Regions from separate parts of the Sus scrofa genome. Here region 1 is linked to region 2. The links are chromatin contacts, called in public HiChIP or PLAC-seq maps. All regions are on one chromosome and are shown on one strand. The core of a region is the stretch at or near the end of the contact, and the rest is flanking DNA. Distances in the headings are between cores, read along the strand shown. Region 1 overlaps PDGFC (platelet-derived growth factor C). Region 2 overlaps PDGFC (platelet-derived growth factor C).

Region 1 (4,987 bases), core at 1,482-3,981, 140 kb after region 2:
CCCCAAACCTCAAATGTAGAGAAGCCAAGGCTCAGCAGACAGAGACCCAGCTTCTCCACAGCAAACATTTTATGTGACTGTGACTTACACATGTACTTGTATAAAAGAAGGACCTTGCTGTCATGAACCACACTGTATCACCTAACGAATTCTACAAAAGTAGAATCTTACCGTTTTCTCAGAAAAGGATGAGGGGATCTGTAGGCCTCAAGTTGCTGGGGGTTCAAGCTAGGCTTAGGCAAATTTCATAAAAAGAACATTTCCAGTCCCTCTATATGTACTGTCAACCTTTAGAAAGACATTTTCATGGTGCTCCTGGCACTGCTGCTTCAGGTGGTGCCTAATTGGCCATACCAAAATAATAGTATTTCTTATGTTAGACATTTCAGAAGGAATGTCCTAACCTGAGCAGAAATAACATAGGAGGAGAAAAAGCACTCAAGCCTGCATGTCAGACATTGACATAAACATCTAATGTCTAAATATTTTACCAACAGATCTACTCCACAAACAGAAGATAAATGTGTACCTATTTTATCTAGTCTCTTCCATGTTAATAACATCCAGTGAAATCTTGCATTACATATATATCTTAAAACAAATGACTGGCATGACATTTCGTAAATGGATTGGTAAAAATGTAAGTTGCAAAATTTTCTAGGCTCTAATTTTATTTATTTATTTATGTATTTATTTATTGCTTTTTAGGGCCACACCCCTAAACATAAGTTTCAAAATTTTGTAGGCTTTAATTTTTTTTTTCTTTTTTTTTTGCTTTTAAGGGCATACGGAAGTTCCCAGGCTAAGGGTCAAATTGGAGCTGCAGCTTCCAGCCTATGCCACAGCCACGGCAACATGGGATCTGAGCCATGTCTGGGACCTACACCATAGCTCATGGCAACGCCGGATCCTTAACCCACTGAGCAAGGCCAGGGATCAAACGCACCTCCTCATGGATACTAGTTGGATTTGTTTCCACTGCACAACGGGAACTTCCTCTAGGCTCTAATTATTAATTAACTAAAATGCACTTGATAAGGCTTAGAATATCTGTGAACCCCTTTCAAGGCAGCATGTATGGCTTTATAACTTCATATTTCTACCAGTTTCAGTAGCAATGCCATATAAAAACAGAAATTTCAATGGATAATTCAAAATAAGCACTCATTTCTGTCAACTGGTTGCCATCTCATTTTGTATCCTAAGATCTGGGCATCTAGATTCCTTATTTTCAGCTTCCAATATAACTAAATAATCTTGGCAATCCTTTTGGTATCCTAGCACCACTTAGAGGTATATTTAATATTACACAACATTTATTGCCCCAGGTTGTTCATGATCACTTATAATTTTTGTTCAATTATTAAAATGTTGCATTGCAAAAGCTAAGCCATAGCCAGCTTAGCAGGAAATAAGATTTGAGATTGGGTGGAAGTGAAATAGGGACTTAGTTGGGAATAAGAACTGGGGGAGGTTATGTCAGAGCAAGAGAAACTTGTAGCAAAATCTCTTACATAAAACTATAAAACTGATGTAAATATATCTGAGGGGGCATTTTTTTAGAAACATAACTTATCCATCAATAACATGCCAATGTGGGGAGTTCCCATTGTGGTGCAATGGAAACAAATCCAGACAAAAAGCCAATGTGCTACAAATGATCCTGCAATGGTAACATCCACAGGTGACCCAAAAATTAACTGTTAATTCATTCATCATAATGGTTGTTTCCAGAAGACTTGTAGTTCTAGTCAAGGCATTTTTTGTTATTGAATCTATGCTTTAAAAAAAAGTTTTATATTTCTATTAATATATACCATTAATATTTGGTAGACACTATTTCCTTTCTCTTTTTGTCTTTTGAGGGCCATACCCATGGCATATGGAGGTGCCCAGGCTAGGGGCTGAATCGGAGCTGTAGCTGCTGGCCTACACCACAGCCACAGCAACCCAGGATCTGAGCTGAGTCTGCAACCTACACCACAGCCGGATCCTTAACCCACTGAGCGAGGCCAGGGATCGACCCTGCGTCCTCATGGATACTGGTTGGGTTCATTAACCACTGAGCCATGATGGGAACTCCAGTAGACACTATTTCACTAATACTCTAGCTGTCATCCTATACTCACTGTACTCTATTAACAGAATCTGGGTTTTTTCCCTTCCTTCTTAAGTCAGTCAGGTCCTTCAGGGCAGTCTGACCACCTTCACAGCCCAGCAGTGACTCATAAATGAACACAGGCAATTAACGGTGGCTTCTTGCCCTGCAGCCAGTAACTGTTCCAGACAGATGCCTGCAACCCAGTTCTGGCCAACAGAGGAAAAGTTGCCCTTAAAAAAAAAGAGATAGTTGTGGGAAGTTCCTGTTGCAGCTCAGAGGCAACAAATCCGACTAGTATCCATGAGGAAGAGGGTTTGATCTCTGGCCTTGCTCCATAAGGATCTGGTCTTGCCATGAGCTGCAGTATGCGGCTCAGATGGTCTTGGATCCAGTATGGTCTCAGATGCGGCTTGGATCTTATATTGCTGTGGCTGTGGTGTAGGCCTGCAGCTGCAGCTCCAATTCAACCCCTAGCCTAGGAACTTCCATTTGCCGCAGGTGCAGCCCTAAAAAGACAAAAAAAAAAAAGAAAGAAAAAAAAAGAGAGAGAGAGAGCTGTGGAGAGGCTTCCTTTTTCTGTGTCCAGACCAGCTATGAGGAAGTGATAAACGGGGATAAGGCTGAGGTCTAACATCTAAAGACTGAGGATGACGGGGAAGAAAGGTTTAAAGAGCCAGTGATTATGACACTGAGCCCCAGAATTAAGAAGCCTGAACTTGCCCAAAGGCTAGAATGCTTGTTCTATGAGACAGTAAATTTAATATTTAAGCCATGAATTGAATGTTTTGCTACTGGCAGCTATTAGTATCCTAAAAGATGACCCTATATTAGAAATTATGTATATGTATACCCATAATGTGCATCCTAAACCAAAGCCATATTATCTACTATTTTTTTTTTTTCCCTGAGTTCACAGCATATGGAAGTTCCCAGGCCAAGGATTGAGTCTCAGCCACAGCTACAACCTTCACAATAGCTGTGGCAATGCTGGATCCTTAACTCACTGTGTAGGCTGGGGATCAAACCGGTGCCACTGCAGAACAATGCCAGATCCTTAACTCGCTGCACCATAGCGGGAACTCCAATATGACCTACTATTAAGAAACTTCTTTCCGGAGTTCCCGTTGTGGCACAGTGGTTAACGAATCCGACTAGGAACCATGAGGTTGCGGGTTCGGTCCCTGCCCTTGCTCAGTGGGTTAACGATCCGGCGTTGCCGTGAGCTGTGGTGTAGGTTGCAGACGCGGCTCGGATCCTGCGTTGCTGTGGCTCTGGCATAGGCCGGTGGCTACAGCTCCGATTCGACCCCTAGCCTGGGAACCTCCATATGCCGCGGGAGCGGCCCAAGAAATAGCAGCAACAACAACAAAAGACCAAAAGACAAAAGACAAAAAAAAAAAAAGAAACTTCTTTCCATGGAGTTCCCTGGTGGCCTAGTGGTTAAGGATCCAGCATTGTTACTTCAGCTGCTTGGGTTGCTGCTGTGGCATGGGTTCAATCCTTGGCCCAGGAACTACTGCATGCTACAACTGCAGCCAAAAAAAAAAAAAAAGAGAGATGCTAAAAAACTTATTTTCTCATTCAAACATTCTTTAGGTTATATATATATATATATTCATCAGAACATGAGCAAGATTACCATGAATGTTTCTTACCATCACAGTTTGGCATAGGTGTGAAAATTTGATTTAGGAATGCGTTTACACCAATTATTTATTTAACAGTCTGTTAAATAACTAGCTGGAAAGATTTCCTCTAGCTGGAAAGATTTCCTCTAGCTGTGTTGTTTAGTGACAAGTGAGAAGAGAAGACACAACTCATTTCACTGCTATTGTGCATTCTCCACTTGTGATCAGCTCATTTCTCTTCCAGGAATAAGAACAGATTATGCAGGTTATCATCCAATAGGAGCACGAATATTCTGAAGTCACCTATTTTATCTGAACTCTTTCTTAGTAATGGGTTAATAACTAACACCATCACTGATGTAATGACATTTAAAAAAGAAAAAGAAATCAATCAATTTTTAAAGCAAATGTTTGAGTCCATGCTGGTCTCAGGACAAGGAGAACGGAAAAGTCCATATTCAAGATCAAGCTACTAGAGGAAAGGCAGAAAGGAACAACCTCTTTCCAAAGTAGTTCGAGGAGCTTTTGGTTAGGAGTCTCCTTTAAAATATTACTCTTCTGAATCTCTTCGTGATAAATATCCAACAGGAAATTAAAGCATGGTTACCATGTGTATGTGAACCCCAGGTCAAACAGTCCTTGGAGGTTATAATGTCCAACCATGGAGGGAGGGGGGAGGAGAGGTCCCTGAATCGGTCAACAGTCACCCTTGTTCTCACAAGCATAGGAGAGTGAACTGATGAAAATGCAGCTCTGCCCCAGAGCCCCAGGTATATACAGTTCCCTTTGCTACAGATCATCAGAACCATCCCACTCACCTTGGTACTTAAACAACATAAAGAAAGAAACAACTTACCATTGTGATACGTCATTTAAGGTTGCAATTAGCTACCTGGCCTCCTCTGAAACATTGTTTTAGAATTCAACTTTGTGGATAAGCAATGAGGTCCTGCTGTGTAGCACAGGGAACTGCATCCAGTCTCTTGGGATAGAAGACAGTACGAGAAAAAGGATATATATATAGGTATGACTGGGTCACTTTGCTGTGAAATTGGCACAAGATTGTAAACCAACTATACTTTAATCAAGAAATTAAAAAGGAATTCTTTGTGCCCATGTTTATACTTATTTATAACTTAATTTAGTTCAAGGAATCCCTTAGAGACACAAGATCTGTACTGATCATAAATTCAGACATCAAGTTAGGTTTGAGATAAAAATATTTTCCAAAGGGCATCCGCATCCCTATCACATGCTG
Region 2 (5,466 bases), core at 1,588-4,087:
AGTTTTGAAGAACTGCATAACTGTTTTCCAAAGTGATCGCAAAATTTCACAATCTGACCAGCAATGTATAGGGTTCGAATTTCTCCACATCCTCACCAACACCTACTGCTCTCTATCTTTTTGATTCTAGTCATTCCAGAGGGTATAATGCAGTTATCTTATATTTTAATTTGCATTCCCCTAATGACTGATACAATTGGCTATCTTTTTATGTGCTTATTTGCCACTCATGTATCTTTTTTTAGAAAAATGTGAATTCAAGCCCTTTGCTCATTTTTCAACTGAATTATCTTTTTATTGTTGAGATCTAAGTATTCTTTATTTATTCTAAATATAATACCCTGATCAAATATATACATTGCAAACATTTTCTCACATTACGTGGTTTATCTTTTCATTTTTTTTACAGTGTCCTTTGAAGCACCAAAGTTTTCATTTTTAATATTGTTGAGTTTATATTTTTTTTTTTTTTAAGGGCCATACCATGGCATATGGAAGTTCCCAGGCTAGGGGTCGAATTGGAACTACAGCTGCCAGCCTATGCCACAGCCACAGCCACACGGGATCTGAGGCATGTCTGCGGATTACACCACAACTCAGAGCAATGCCAGATCCCAAGCCCACTGAGTGAAGGCAGGGATTGAGCCCAGAACACTAATCGGATTAGTTTCCACTGTGCCACAACGGAACTCCTATTTTTTCTTTTGTCACATGTTCTTTGGTGTCTTATCTGAAACATGATCACCTAATCTAAGGTCATCAGAATTTTCTCCTATATGTCTTTCTAAGAATTTCATACTTTTATCTCTTACATTTAGATCTTTCATTCATTTTGAGTTAACTTCCATATATGGTATGAGGTAAGAGTCCAAATTTTCCCTTTGCACGTGGATATCCAGCTGTCCTAACATCATTTGTTGAAAATACACTTTCACCATTGAATTGTCTTGGCACCCTTGTCAAAATCAATTGACAAGGGTTTATTTCTGGACTTTCAATTCCCTGCATGTCTAAACGTATTAGCCTTATCACACTATTTCTATATAGCTTTGCACTAAGTTTCAAAATTGGAAAGTGTAAGTCCTCCAACTTTGCAGGTCTTTTCCAAGACTTTTAGCTATTTTGGGTCCCTTGCATTTCCATATGAATTTTAAGGTCAGCATTCCTTTTCTGTTTAAAATAAGCTAGCTGGGATTGCATATATTATTTTTAAATAATAAAGTTATTAATATTAAAGGCTATACTTCCTACAAAATAAAGTCACTTTCTTAAATTTTGTATAGATTTATAATGAATAAAATTTATTCTAATGGTTTAGCAGGTATTAAAGTAACTGGATTGGTGTAGGGGATTGGGCAGATCCATTTTGAAGCAGATGACAAAAGGATATAATTAACATTTTAATACAAGAGAGGAAAATTATTGAAATTAACATTTTAATACAAGAAACAGATAAATGCAAGAACGTTCCACAGAGAGTGCTAGCATAGCAATATTTGGGAATATGCGTGTTTTCAGACTATGAGTATTCACTTGAACTCTATTAGGTCTGATGAGGGCAAATGACTCAAAAGACTTAAATGATGAGACGACTATGAATCATCCATTACTGATAGGTCTATATGTTCTCATTTTTTAAAGACTAAGTTCTGACTCAAATATTTAATTATATCATAAAATAAGTATCCATACTATGAATGCATTTAAGAATATAATGTATAAAGAAATTAATAAACTTCCTTTACTTTGAAAAGAAGTGGTATCTGAGAGAGGGTTGATAGGACAAACATTAACTGGAAACCAAACACAAGAGTTTCAAAGCATTGTTAGAGAGGAAAATAATTATATCACTTTATATCACAAGAGATAGACATTCTTGCAGCAGGCTCTACTCGTGTTGGCTGGTGCCCCAACATTACCTGTAGACTGGACTGATTAGAACTGAAAAGTACCTACTAACGCCTTCATTTTCCAGATTAGGTAGCTGAAATTCAGAAATACTTAGGGACACCAGGGTGCCTGATGTGCTATTTAAGAAGAAGTTGTTTGTTTGTTAGAATGAGGAGTCCAATGAGAAATCGAAATGAGAGGAGGTAATGATGACAGAATATGACCATATCTACCACTGAAATATTCCTGGGAGCATAGGAGAGATGGTGGCTAAGGCGGGAAACTAAGGTGGGAACTAAGGAAGAAAAATCTGACTGAAGAGTGGCATTGGAACTGAGAGTCGAAACAACATTACTGAGATAGGTTAAGGGTAGGAACAGCTCCAGAGGGAACACAGCTGTGCCAGCAGAGATTCACAGAAATAAGGTGTTTTCAGGAAGCAACATATACCAGAGTGTATGTTGGGCTTGGTGATGCAAAACCAGCAGAAACAACGCGCTTAAGAAGGATTTTGAGTGTCATGGGCAAAGAATTAAAATTTAATGTTGCAGAGTTCCATTGTAAAATTTCTACTGAAGTGACATAATTCAATATTTGAAGGACCCTTCAGTTGGTGGTGAGGAGGATGGATTGGGGGAGGGAGGTACAGGAGGAGTGGGATGTAGGACGAGAGGCAGGAAGGCTGGAAAAGAGGAGAGGCTCCACATATTGGAACGGGGCTAGAGGGTCTGAGGAGGGGAAGGAGAGGGAGAGAGGAGCCCAAGAGAGGTCATGAGGACAGAGTACGTGGGACTTCACGAATTACACATGAAGCAGGAAGGAAAAGCAGGACATAAAGCCAGTGATTATGAGATTTTCAATTTTTCCACTCCTTCTGTAATAGAGAAGAACAAATCTGACTCTGTATTAGATCTGTTCCTTTAACTTCTCTTTAACCCTTTTCCTCTGTCACTTGTGCTTAGTCATCCAGGCTCAGCACCTTTCGCAAAAGGATGCTGATGGTAGCTTGAAATATACAGGATAGCCTATTCTCAAGGCCATGACCTTTAAGAGTACTGCATGTTTAGATAAAAAGTTTTAGAATAGAGAATAACATTTGTTTTATTGGAGGTTTAAGGGAACATTGAGACCTGACCCACTTCAACAGCTACAAGAACAAATGATCTCTGCATGGAGAAGTTTGCAACAACCAACCACACTTCCACTCCCCACCCCTCTCTTCTTTCTTTTATAAAAGCAGCCTGAATTTTGAGTGAGATGAGATGCTTCTTTGAGACACTAGTCTGCTCTCTTTTTGGGTTGCTGGCTTTCCAAATAAAGTTGTTCCTTGCTCCAACAGTTTATCCCCTGCTTTGTTGGCCTGTTGTGTGGTGAGCAGAATGAGCTTGGACTGGGTAACATTTCCTACGAATGTAAAGAACAGTGACATTTATGATTTTAAATCCAATTATAATACATAATCAAAATATCAAAATCTTTTTGGAGATAAGGATTATTATAGAAAATGTTTATTTTCTGCTTTTCCTCAAACCCAATCACACCCACAGGAAACATGCCTCTGCAATAAGACAGAACAAATCTGACTCCATAGTGGATCTTTTTTTACTTTATCCTTTGTACTCTATTGCTACAAGTTAATGTTGTTGCCCATAGCCTGAAATACACAAGACTGTCATTCTCAAGGCTTATAACTCTTCAAGGGTATAACACTTTTCCAATTTAGAGAGAAAAAAATTTCAGAACAGAATAAGAACATTTGTCTTTCTGTAGAATTACAGGAACATTGTAACCTGACATATGTAGACAGGTGCAAGAACAAAGGAGTCTAAAACCAAGAAGTTTGCAAAAACCAACCATGCCCCTCCCTCACCTTGAATTTAAAAAAGATTTGCTGAGGTAGTTCCCATCCTGGCTCAGCAGTAAGGAGTGTGACTAGTATGCAGGAAGACCCAGGTTCAACCTGTGGCCTCACTCAGTGCATTAAGGACCCGGCGTTGCCATAAGCCATGGTGTAGGTGCAGAAGAGGCTCAGATCTAGGGTTGCTGTGGCTGTGGTGTAGGCCAGTAGCTGCAGCTCTGACTTGACCCTCAGCCTGGGAACTTCCATGTGCCACACATGTGGTCCTAAAAAGACAAAAAAAAAACCCCACAAAAAACAAAAAACAAAACAACAACAAAAAAAAACCGCTTTGCTGAAAAGTCTTCCAGGAGTTTAGTTGTTTCTTTTCACCAGCCACTGTTTTCTTGCATGGACCCTTTCTCTGCTCCAAACCTTGAAGTTGTGGTTTGTTTGGCTTCACTGTCCATCAGGAACATGAACTTGTGTTCCATAACACCGGGAATGGCTGAGGGCCACTGCTCTCCCCCAGTGCAGATTCCTATTATTCTGTCATTTGCACCCCATCAAAGTGCATATAAGGAATAGGAGATGAGGAAGAGGACTGAAATGAGATGTAGAAAGAAAAAAATTCGGACATGAAAGACTGCCTTGTGCCGATAAAATCTTGCTCCTTTATTTTAATGTAAATCACAAGGCAGAAGAGTCCATCTCAGGGACAAAGGCACACATCACAGATATCACAGAGTTTGTGGTCAATACAGTCACAACTTCTGGAATTCTGAGACATTATGGTCTTATTAGCCATTTATTTTTTTGGTAAAATGCAAGTTGGATCTATGATTGGGAAAGTACAACGAAGCTGGGCCTCACACCCCTCCCAAGCACTGGCAGGTACTTGTGCATGAGGCTACCTTTATAGAACCCATTTCTTTTGGCTTTCAACATTTTATAAGGAAACAAAACATAAATATTTAAAAAAATAAAAGGAAAAGAAGGTGCTCTATTCAATGGTTAGAAATGCTGAACAGGTCATTGACATTAGATTTCACAGCATTTTGACTATAGTAATGAGAATTGTCAATTGCCCAGAGGGTGATGTTGCATAGTTTTCCAGGGGAGCAGTTGGGCTGTATCTAGGCTGCCCCCACAGGGATGGGTCAAAACTATGGAAATAAGTCAGTAAGATAGAGCACATATTTTCACTTTGTCTTTCATGTGATTGGCTGCAGAGTAGGACTGCCAGGTGCAAAAGTGCTTCTTGCCTAGATAAGTCTTGGACCTAGATGACTCCTAGGCAAGTTCAAAGGCAAAGATCAGATACTGACGACATCAGCCTGCAGAGAGATCTACATCTGAACCTGAGGACCATGCCTGGAGTGTGCTGTGTAAAATATGTGGATCCACATGCCAGATGGATCTGCACTCACCCCTCTAGTATCAGGCACTGGAAATGAATACATGATGGGAAATTTACAGGCCCATCCCACCCGCGCCGAGTTTCATACTACCATACAGGCTATAAGCAAGCATTTCATTAATTACACACAACTTCATGTCATTTGCAATTTAATTTACCTGCAATCAGTATCAAGATGCCTGAGAAAAGGAAAACTCCTGCTCAAAAGCACTGGAGTCCAGAGGCTGGAAAGCCTCAATGGAAATGCTCTTTTCTGCTGGTCTTTTGCATTAATATCAGCTTTCCATAATAAAAATCACGGTAACACAAAACATAGTCA

The links. HiChIP or PLAC-seq counts read pairs in DNA pulled down with a chosen protein or histone mark.
Region 1: an H3K27ac HiChIP or PLAC-seq map of alveolar macrophages shows a contact between it and region 2. The contact joins two enhancer-like sites. A contact is called at or near these places in 1 of 47 Hi-C or Micro-C datasets (embryonic fibroblasts) and 1 of 2 datasets of contacts at active chromatin or transcription factors (alveolar macrophages).

What each region holds. Positions count from the first base shown.
Region 1 is chr8:45,715,295-45,720,281 of Sscrofa11.1, forward strand. All of the region lies in intron 1 of PDGFC (platelet-derived growth factor C), which reads right to left. Among named protein-coding and RNA genes, the nearest start is that of PDGFC, 91 kb to the right of the region's middle. Within about 2 kb of position 2,732, at least 5 of the 83 cell types and tissues checked have an H3K27ac peak or open chromatin away from gene starts, as enhancers often do. A contact at or near this core is called in alveolar macrophages, where this site is marked.
Region 2 is chr8:45,573,619-45,579,084 of Sscrofa11.1, forward strand. It overlaps PDGFC (platelet-derived growth factor C), which reads right to left. Exons shown (of 6, transcript XM_021101285.1): 6 at 5,447-5,466. Among named protein-coding and RNA genes, the nearest start is that of PDGFC, 230 kb to the right of the region's middle. Within about 2 kb of position 2,838, at least 2 of the 83 cell types and tissues checked have an H3K27ac peak or open chromatin away from gene starts, as enhancers often do. A contact at or near this core is called in alveolar macrophages, where this site is marked.